Regions from separate parts of the Rattus norvegicus genome. Here region 1 is linked to region 2. The links are chromatin contacts, called in public Hi-C maps. All regions are on one chromosome and are shown on one strand. Each heading gives the region's core, a stretch centred on a gene start, on an enhancer-like site or on the middle of the called end of the contact. The rest is flanking DNA. Distances are from core to core; before and after follow the strand shown. Region 1 overlaps Retreg1 (reticulophagy regulator 1). Region 2 holds the start of Retreg1 (reticulophagy regulator 1).

Region 1 (4,151 bases), core at 252-2,751, 120 kb after region 2:
GAAACAAATAATGTACTCTTTAAAGAAGGGCTCAAGGCATGAATGTGACCTACAGCCAAATGGTCCACCACTTTAATAGTTAATACCTGTGCTATGCAGGAGAATCACCGAGTTTTGTCATAAGCCAAGTTTTCCTTCTTTATCACATACATCACAGTTAATTTTCATTGGACTTTGTATCAGACACAATGTGGACTGACTCGGTAATTCTGTCAGTTCAGGCTTAGATTAGACCCAGTCTATTCTCTAACGAGCAAAATCAGGAATTATGTTGCTAACTAATTTTTTTTTCAATTCTAAGAAACATGTTCTTTAAAAAAAAATTGCCACCAGTATCATACAAGTAAACCCAAGGTCAAAAAAGCAGGGAACAGACATTTACTTTTGAGCCCAACTGCAGTAGATCCGGGACTGTAATTTGCTGGCAACTACAGATCAAATAGAATGCGAAGCTAGCAAAGTTGCTCCACAATGACAGTTTGCTTTCCGTGAAGCCCGTTTCTTCACTCTGATTTTTATCTGCCCTCTGAGGATATAGTGGAAGTCTTTTCCTGCTTAGGGACAGTGAAGTGATTGAATCAAATCTTGGCGCTGGTATTCAAGAAGGAAGGGCATCTTAGTCGTCAACCTGTCCTCAATTGAGTGCTTGTCTTCTACTTGGGAAGGTCATTTCCTTGCTTGGGCCCTTGCCTTATAGAATTTAGTTATTAAACACTAACAAAGGCAGGAATGTTGAAAGCGGCTGGCATCTTATCCTCGGACACTTCCAAAGAATCTCACAGCTAGCAGAAGAAAGCTTCCTTCTAGGAGATGGATTAGATAGTCAGTACCTCCCTGCCCCAAAGTGGCACTGTGTAGTTTGAGATACAAGGAGAAGGATAGTCTCAAAGAGTGGCCAATTACTGCTCCTTTTCAAATTAGGGAGGGAGGAAGACAGAGAGGTATGTGTACATGCATGAGTGAGGCTGTGTAAGTGTACATGTTTGTGTGTGTGTGTGTGCGTGTATGAGGGGTCTGAACAGAACACTAAGTTGCCCTAAAAAGGTGGGGCTCAGCTACAATGGGTAGGAAAAACAGGCCCTGAGCTGACGCCTCTTCCTCTCTGCCCCTGGGAGAAGCTGCCCCTTGGCTAATTGGTCTGAGAAAGTGAGAGCTTCCTCTGAGTGCTCTAGAATTGTTTAATCTTCTGCTTGCTTGTTTAATCCTCCAGTTGACACATCCCATTTGCTCCGTCACGGCTCTAATTCTGCGTCGTGGAGAGAGACATTTCCCTGTTCTTATTTTGTTCCTCTCCCTACACATATTCACTCACAGAGGGCACAGCAAGTCTCCAGAGGATTTAAAAAAAAATTCCGACACGTTACACTAAGAAATGTTCAAGTCTGTAACCAGATATTGACTGACCTTTCTAAGAAAAATTCAACAGGAATTAGCATCAACAGATGGTCACCAGCCGTGAGCATGAGACCCTGAGTCACTCGCCGAGAATGAAAGGTCTCTAGGCCAAAACATATTTATAGGTGCGAGGGCTGGACCAGCTGTTTGTCACAGTTGCTAGGTGACAAGTTATTACAAATCCCTTTTTAAAAGCTTGTCACATAGGACGATGACATGGCTAACTTTCTGAAAAATACTGTTTCCCTTCAATTTATATGTATTTCCTATATCCAATAAAATCACACTGTGAAATAGTCTCTTATAGTGCTCTGCCGGGAATCTTCTAAATATGTTTTAAAATGATTATTGGATCACAGTTTCACACCGGACTATGAAAAATCTACAAAGTTCCCAGAAAAGTGTGTGTGTGTGTGAAGCACTGTATCAAGTGAGATATATGTCTATCCCTTTCTGCTTGTCTCAGAGAGGTCAGAACAGTGTCCACAAATTTCTAAAGTGATTTAAAATCTAATGGGGAGTGAGCGTTACAAGGATCATGAAAACAATCTAAAAGGCATGGCTGTCAGTAACAGGTCTCCTGATCTGGGATAGAATGGAGACTAGCACACCAGTCCTGACTCGCAGGGTGTCGAGATGACTGGCTGAGAGAAAGGGATCACGTGGTGATTATCTGAGACTGTGCTCACCGACGGAGCTAACCGCAGACATGGCCTTCATTATACAGAGGATATAATTTAGTCTGAGCGGCTGGCCTCAGACTGTAGGATTGCTTGTGGGGACTGCTAATGTGCTTGAAAGAGAGAAGAGGAACCTTGATTCCTTAGGCCCAATTTTGACAGGAGTCAGGGCGGCTCTTTACATGTCTCTGTCTTGACTAATGGTAGTTAGGGATGGCTGTCCTTCGCCATTCATCTCCGAAGTGATCTGTATGCTCCAGTGTGAACGGTGTACTTCCTGTGCCCCTGTGCTGGTCACTCCTGTTCCATGCTCTGACCTTGAGCCACATAGACATAGATGAAGACTCTAGACCTCAACCTCTTTGGCAGTAACCTGGGATATAATAAATCAGACATGACGACTAACTAAGGCTATTGAGTTTGTAAGGAGGAAGAATGCCTGTCCCCTGGAAGGTGTTGTCTGTGGTAGATTCATGCTGCATTACACCCTGGATTGGAAATGGGTTACTGGGTTTATTTGAATTGTTATTCAACCTTTCTGGCTCTTTTCAACCAAAAAATAAAGTTACCTAAATACAACATCTTGCTAATCTGTGTAATCTTATTCTGTAATTAATTTTAATAGTTGTCTACCTCATCATTTAAAATGTACACTTTTCCATTATTTTAGCTTAAAAAGTGTTAGTATTTTATTTTGTTACAAATGGCAGAAATAAAACAAACAAACCAAAAAAAAAAAAAAAACCCAGCTTTATGCAAAAGGAAATTGACTTTAGTCTGTGGATGACTTTGCTTTCTACACTGCTTCTTGTTTGGTCTTAGCAGTACCAAGAATTCAAACTGGAACTTCAAGATTCATTTATATTCTAGCCCCTCCCCCAACACACACACACACACACACACACACACACACACACACACACACACACACACACACTTTGCTTTTCCTCTCTCTTTTCCCCATCCTTTCTCTTTGGTAATTATCTCCTTTAACCTAAAGTTAAAAATATGTGAAAGAATTTGAGTTTTGATATATTAAAAATATGTTTTGTTTTGAAAAATTGTCTTCAGTTTTAAATACACTTTTCACTTTGGGAAAGTTTATCTTGTAAGGTCTACAACAATGAAAACATTTGTATTTAACAAGTTTGTCTCTCTTAACTAACCCTCTACTTAGTTTTCAAATTAATTTTTCTCTAGTAGCTTAAGATTAAAAGCTACTTCTAAGAGGTAACTTTCACGGATGAAGTCTTTTTCTCTTTCTCTTTCCCTCTCCCACTCTGTCTGCCTGCCCCCCCTCTTTCTCTGTACTTGTGTATATGTGCGTGTGTGTGTGAGAGTGTGTGAGTGTGCACGAGTGTGCCATTTCGCCATGTGTGTTTAGGTGTGTGTTCTCATCGTCCGTGTAACGATTGAGGTTGAGGGCCATGCCTCCTCATTTGAAGTCTCTGGAGTCAGGAATAGTACCAGTAAGCATACTTGGTGTGTACTCATTGGAATACGAGAAGTCAAGTGCCCACAAGAGACCTTACTTTTTGAAAATGACACCAAGACTCACTTGTTTCAGTATGAGTGTTGTTTGTGGTCAGACCCTAGCTAGCACATCTCCCCTCTTTCAGAAAGAGCGTTGACCATCATGTTTCCTAATCTTAGAGAACCCCCTATTGGCGAATACTGTGTCCTACACCGTGAACCACGGAGCACATGAGCATTCCATCAGGTTAAGTGCTAGACTACAGCCAGTTCTTCATTGGGCCTGATGGCACACGCTATAATTCCAGCACTCTGCAAGAAGAAGTCTGAGAATCAAGAGTAGTATGCTAGACTTAGCTATACAGCAAGTTCAAGGCCATCCTGGGCTACCTGACATCTTGATTCAGAAACCCAAAAACCCAAACAAACAAACAAACAAAAAAACCCTCAAACCTTGCTTTTGATAACTTTATTTTTTTAAGGTTATCTGTTTTGTGTGAGTCTGTGTACATGGTTGTAGTTATCCAAAGAGGCTAGTGGCAGTGGCTCCCCCTGGCTCTGGAGTTTCTGGCAGTTATGAGCTGCTTGAGGTAGGCATTCTTG
Region 2 (4,237 bases), core at 152-2,651:
AAATCATGTAACCTTTTCTCAAGCTGAACTCCGATCAGAAAGACTGTTCTCCGAGCTTTAACAAGTCAGGAAAGATGCTATCTACATACCAAACCCTTCTGAAACATGATTTTTGGATTCAGTTTAAAGGAGAAATCTCTTGGCCCTGAGGATTTCCGTTGCCACATTTATTATCAATTTTAAGCGGCACCTTTTGGATTGTGAATCTCTTGCAGGTAGAATCCACATCTACAGGACCCAGTGGTGTACCAGGCACGTAGTAGGTGGTTAACAAACTTTTGTGTGAATCCAAGACATGTAATTCCTTCAAATACAACATACATTCAGATAACTGCTGACATCTAGCCTGCAATGTATAAATAAATGTTTGCATACATAGAAACAGAGGTATATAGTGGCCATCTAGATTAGCATTACAAACCTTAACCCCAGGCAGTGGGCTCTCGTTGCTTTGAGAATGCACCAAAACCATACCGTGAATGCAGGCTGGATACAGAGTATGAGTAGAGGATGCCAGGTACCCTGATGCATGCACTCTCTGGATTGAAGAAGGGTCTTTCATTCTAGTCTTTCCAACATTCAACCAGGAGAACCACATGGGGAGCTCTAGGATTCTCCACCTCTGAGGCCGCCTTGTGACACGCACAACAGATCTACCGAAGCAACCACCTCCAAAGCTTGGCACACTAGCACAGTAGGGCCACAGGCCACCCTCTGGCCTCTCTGCTTCCTGATCAGCTCGCTGACAATCTGCAAAGAACAACTCTCACTTCAGAGCCTTCAGCTCCCTTAACTAGAAGCGACTTCACCAGCCTGTGCCCTATGGCCTGGTGGGTCCTTACTCTTAAAATCAGAGGGCCAAACCAGACGTCCTTCCTTGACTCCAAATGTGCTTTTCTTCGTTTCCCAAGTCAGCGTTTGCATCTGACACAGTTACGAAGGCTGTTCCTGCAAGGGACCTGGACAAGGGCGTGCTGAGTCCTGAGTGAGGAAATACATGGCCAGGAGCACTCAGTTATTTTCTTCAATACTGAGGGATGGACGAGTGTCTGCTGTGACTGGAGAAAGTGGGAATGCGCCCCCTTCCTCCTTTTATAATTCAAAGCCCAGACTCCCCTTGGGGCTAGTCCTCTACCTGGGCCCCTCATCCAGAAGGGAAAAGGGACTATTTTCGTTGGTCCCCAGCTCCCCAGGGACGCTGCACAGCTCGCACCCACGGAGCCCAGCCCAGGATGTTCAGCCAGACCTAGGGCGGCCCCGCCCCTACACGAACTTGACCGCACCCTCTTTCCCGGCGCGGCCAGGCCTGACGTCACAAGGCACTCAGCCGCCGGCACCCCGCGGTGCGCACCCTGCACCCGGACCGGTCCCCGTTGTCCTCGCTGCTCTCCCGGCGCTCACCGCCAGGCGCGCGCGCGCGCGTGCCCGCCCGCCTCCCTCCCTGTCCCCGTCCCCATCCCCGTCCCCGCCAGCAAAACACCGCTGAAGATGGCGAGCCCGGCGCCGGAGGAGCACGCCACGCAGGGATGCCCAGCTACGGAGGAGCAGGAACCGCGACCCGGGGTTCCCGGGGAGGAGGCAGGGCCGGAGGGCGCCGGGCCGCAGGTGGAGGAGGCCGCGGGCAGAGTGGCCGCCGCCCTGACCTGGCTACTCGGGGAGCCCGTGCTGTGGCTGGGCTGGCGCGCCGACGAGCTCCTGAGCTGGAAGAGGCCGCTGCGCAGCCTGCTCGCCTTCCTGGGTGCCAACCTGCTGTTCTGGTGAGCGCTCGGGCTGGGTGGGGGCGCCCCAGAGGGCAGGTGACCTTGGGGCGCCCATGGCCGGATGTGGCCTGGCTGGGGGAGGGGGAGCTGGGCGTCGCTGCGGTGGAAGTGACAGTCTGGTCCCACTTGCTTGGTCACCTGTCTGAAACAGGTAGTCACCCACTTCAACTTTCCTCCAGACGCACTTCCCTGTGAGTGGCTGTCACCCTTGCTGAGGGTGTCCAGTCTCCAAGGGGAGGTGATGGTCAGCTGACCCACGTGTGCTCCTGTATCTAGGGATGTTCCAGAGCTCTTGAAAACTTCGGCCCTGGTATTGTTAACTCTCAGGTCTTGACCTGTACTTTCAAGTATGGGGGTACAGAGGCCCGTGGTCTTGAATTAATTTTTGCACCCAGAGACATATCTGGACCACCTTAGGTATCCTCTGAGCACTGCTACCTTCGTCAGCCACCAGAGATGGACAGCGAATGATTTGTTTTTCTTTTCCCTGGAGGGTAGGGTTTACTGTCTTTGATCCCAGATGAGAAAGAAGGAGGTAAACAAACAGGTGGATTAGGTACATCGCCCCGCCCCAAGATTGCATAGCTGTGGGGGTGGAGGATAGGTGGGGATGGGTAGTAATTTCAGGCAAACCCCAGAGGGAATATTCGGGGGATTTTCTTTAAGTAGCCCCTCAATCAACAGGTTTACCTCACCAGAAAGTGTTCTGCCTAGGTAAGCATCAGGCAGTGTCCGGCTCCACCGCGGAATGATGAGCGTTTTCGTCTGGTACTAGTTCATCAAGGGCGAAGAAAAACCTTTGTTTGCTAAGTGTCTTCATAACATGCATAGCCCTCGAAGTACGGAATAAGCAGTTTCGCTAACAAGTACCTATTCACAGGACGTAGATTTCGTAACCCCAAAGTTGGGAAATAAATAAATGCATACAAAGAGACCGTAGCCTGTTATTTTTTTTTTCTAGATTAATAACTTGAGCAACGTGAAGGATTTTCTTCAGATCCCTGCTGGTCTTGGTTTACTCTGAAAACGAGCTGTGTCTTGTTGCTGTCTGTGGATGTTAATTAACTTTGGGTCTCCCAGTGTTGCTGTTTCTGAAGTTTATCCCAGGTCTCTATCCTGTTGTAAAGTTACCTTGGCCCTTAAATAAAGAGGTTATATTATGTTGTGCTAGACTGGGCAGGATACTGAGTCTTAGGGCTGTGTCTCAATTATTTACTAATAAGCAACATGTTTTAGATTTTAAAGTTTTATTTACTTAAAAAACACCACAGTTCTAAAGCTTGAAGGTACAAAAATGTAAACACTTTGAAAATCTTCTCTCTTTGAAAATCTCTTTCCCACGCCCATCCCAGCTCTCCAGCTTCCTCCCAGAGGCCACAGGGGCTGCTAGCTTGCTCTCTGAGGCCTTTTTTTTTTTTTTTTTTTTTTATAGTGCCTGTTTCAGCAGAAGTTCTCTGTGTTGTGCAAACTGTGGGCTGGCATAGTAAGGATTCTTCGTTTAAGGGCTGGTGCCTTGTTGAATACACCTTGTTTTGTCAATGCATAGAATTCTTTTCCAAGAGTATGGAACCCACCTCCTAAGATGTAGTTTCCAGCATGTGCATTTTGAATGTGACAGCTGAGTCTTGTACTGTGTATCATTTTGTATATCTGAAACCTTTTAAAGGGTGAGTCCGGTAAGAGAAACAGTTGGGTCAGGGGGCATGTGCCCTTGCATTTTGATGGATGTCTCTGTATTGTGGGTCTGACCACCATACTGTTGTTGGGGTTCTGCCAGATCATTTGCTCACCAGTGAGTGTGACAGCGCGCTCCTCTATACTCTTGCCAAGAAGCTTTTGAAAAGTGTTTTACTCTTGTAAATCTAGTAAGTGGAAAGGGCACTTTGGTATGGTTTTAAATTTGCATTTGTCTAAGATTGATTGCTTTTCTTACGTTCAAGGACACCATGATCTGCAGTGCCTATTTATCTATAACTCTGGTTTGTTTCTTTACTTTGGACGTTGATCTTCTTATTGACTTACTGGAGCTCTTTTTATATGATGGATTTTACACAATGTAAAGAGTTACAAACATTTTTTCCTGTGATGTATTCTTGCATGTATGCATGTGTGTGTGTATGGGGTATGCGAGGAGTTTATGGGTGTTCTGGTCTACATCTATGTTTGTGCATGTAGTAGAAGCCAGAGGGCCTCTTTAATTGCCCTTGTTAGTTTTTTCCAACAGGCTTTCTACTAACCCTGGAGCTCATAAACATGGCTGGGTTGGTTGGTCACTGAGCCTCGGGGCTCTGCCTGTCTCTAGCCCTTTCACACGCTATCTCTCCTGGCTTGTATGTAGTCCTTGGGAGCTCAGTGCTCGAGTGACAGGCACATTCCTGACTGAGCCACCTCTCTAGCCTCCCTGTGACATATTCTTTCAGAACCATTGTTGGAGCTATTTTTTGTATAAATAATTAAAAAGAGTATTTGATGTTTTT

Evidence for each region. A called contact is a pair of places that touch in the nucleus more often than the background predicts.
Region 1: a contact with region 2 is called in a Hi-C map of psoas muscle, with 1.6 times the contacts expected there. The contact joins the enhancer-like site here to the promoter of Retreg1 in region 2. A contact is called at or near these places in 2 of 12 Hi-C or Micro-C datasets (mammary epithelial cells and psoas muscle).

The regions. Positions count from the first base shown.
Region 1 is chr2:78,187,295-78,191,445 of GRCr8, forward strand. All of the region lies in intron 3 of Retreg1 (reticulophagy regulator 1), which reads left to right. It also overlaps the pseudogene LOC134485863. Among named protein-coding and RNA genes, the nearest start is that of Zfp622, 22 kb to the right of the region's middle. Within about 2 kb of position 1,502, at least 20 of the 93 cell types and tissues checked have an H3K27ac peak or open chromatin away from gene starts, as enhancers often do.
Region 2 is chr2:78,064,723-78,068,959 of GRCr8, forward strand. It overlaps Retreg1 (reticulophagy regulator 1), which reads left to right and starts at 1,402. Exons shown (of 9, transcript NM_001034912.1): 1 at 1,402-1,757. The coding sequence starts at 1,489.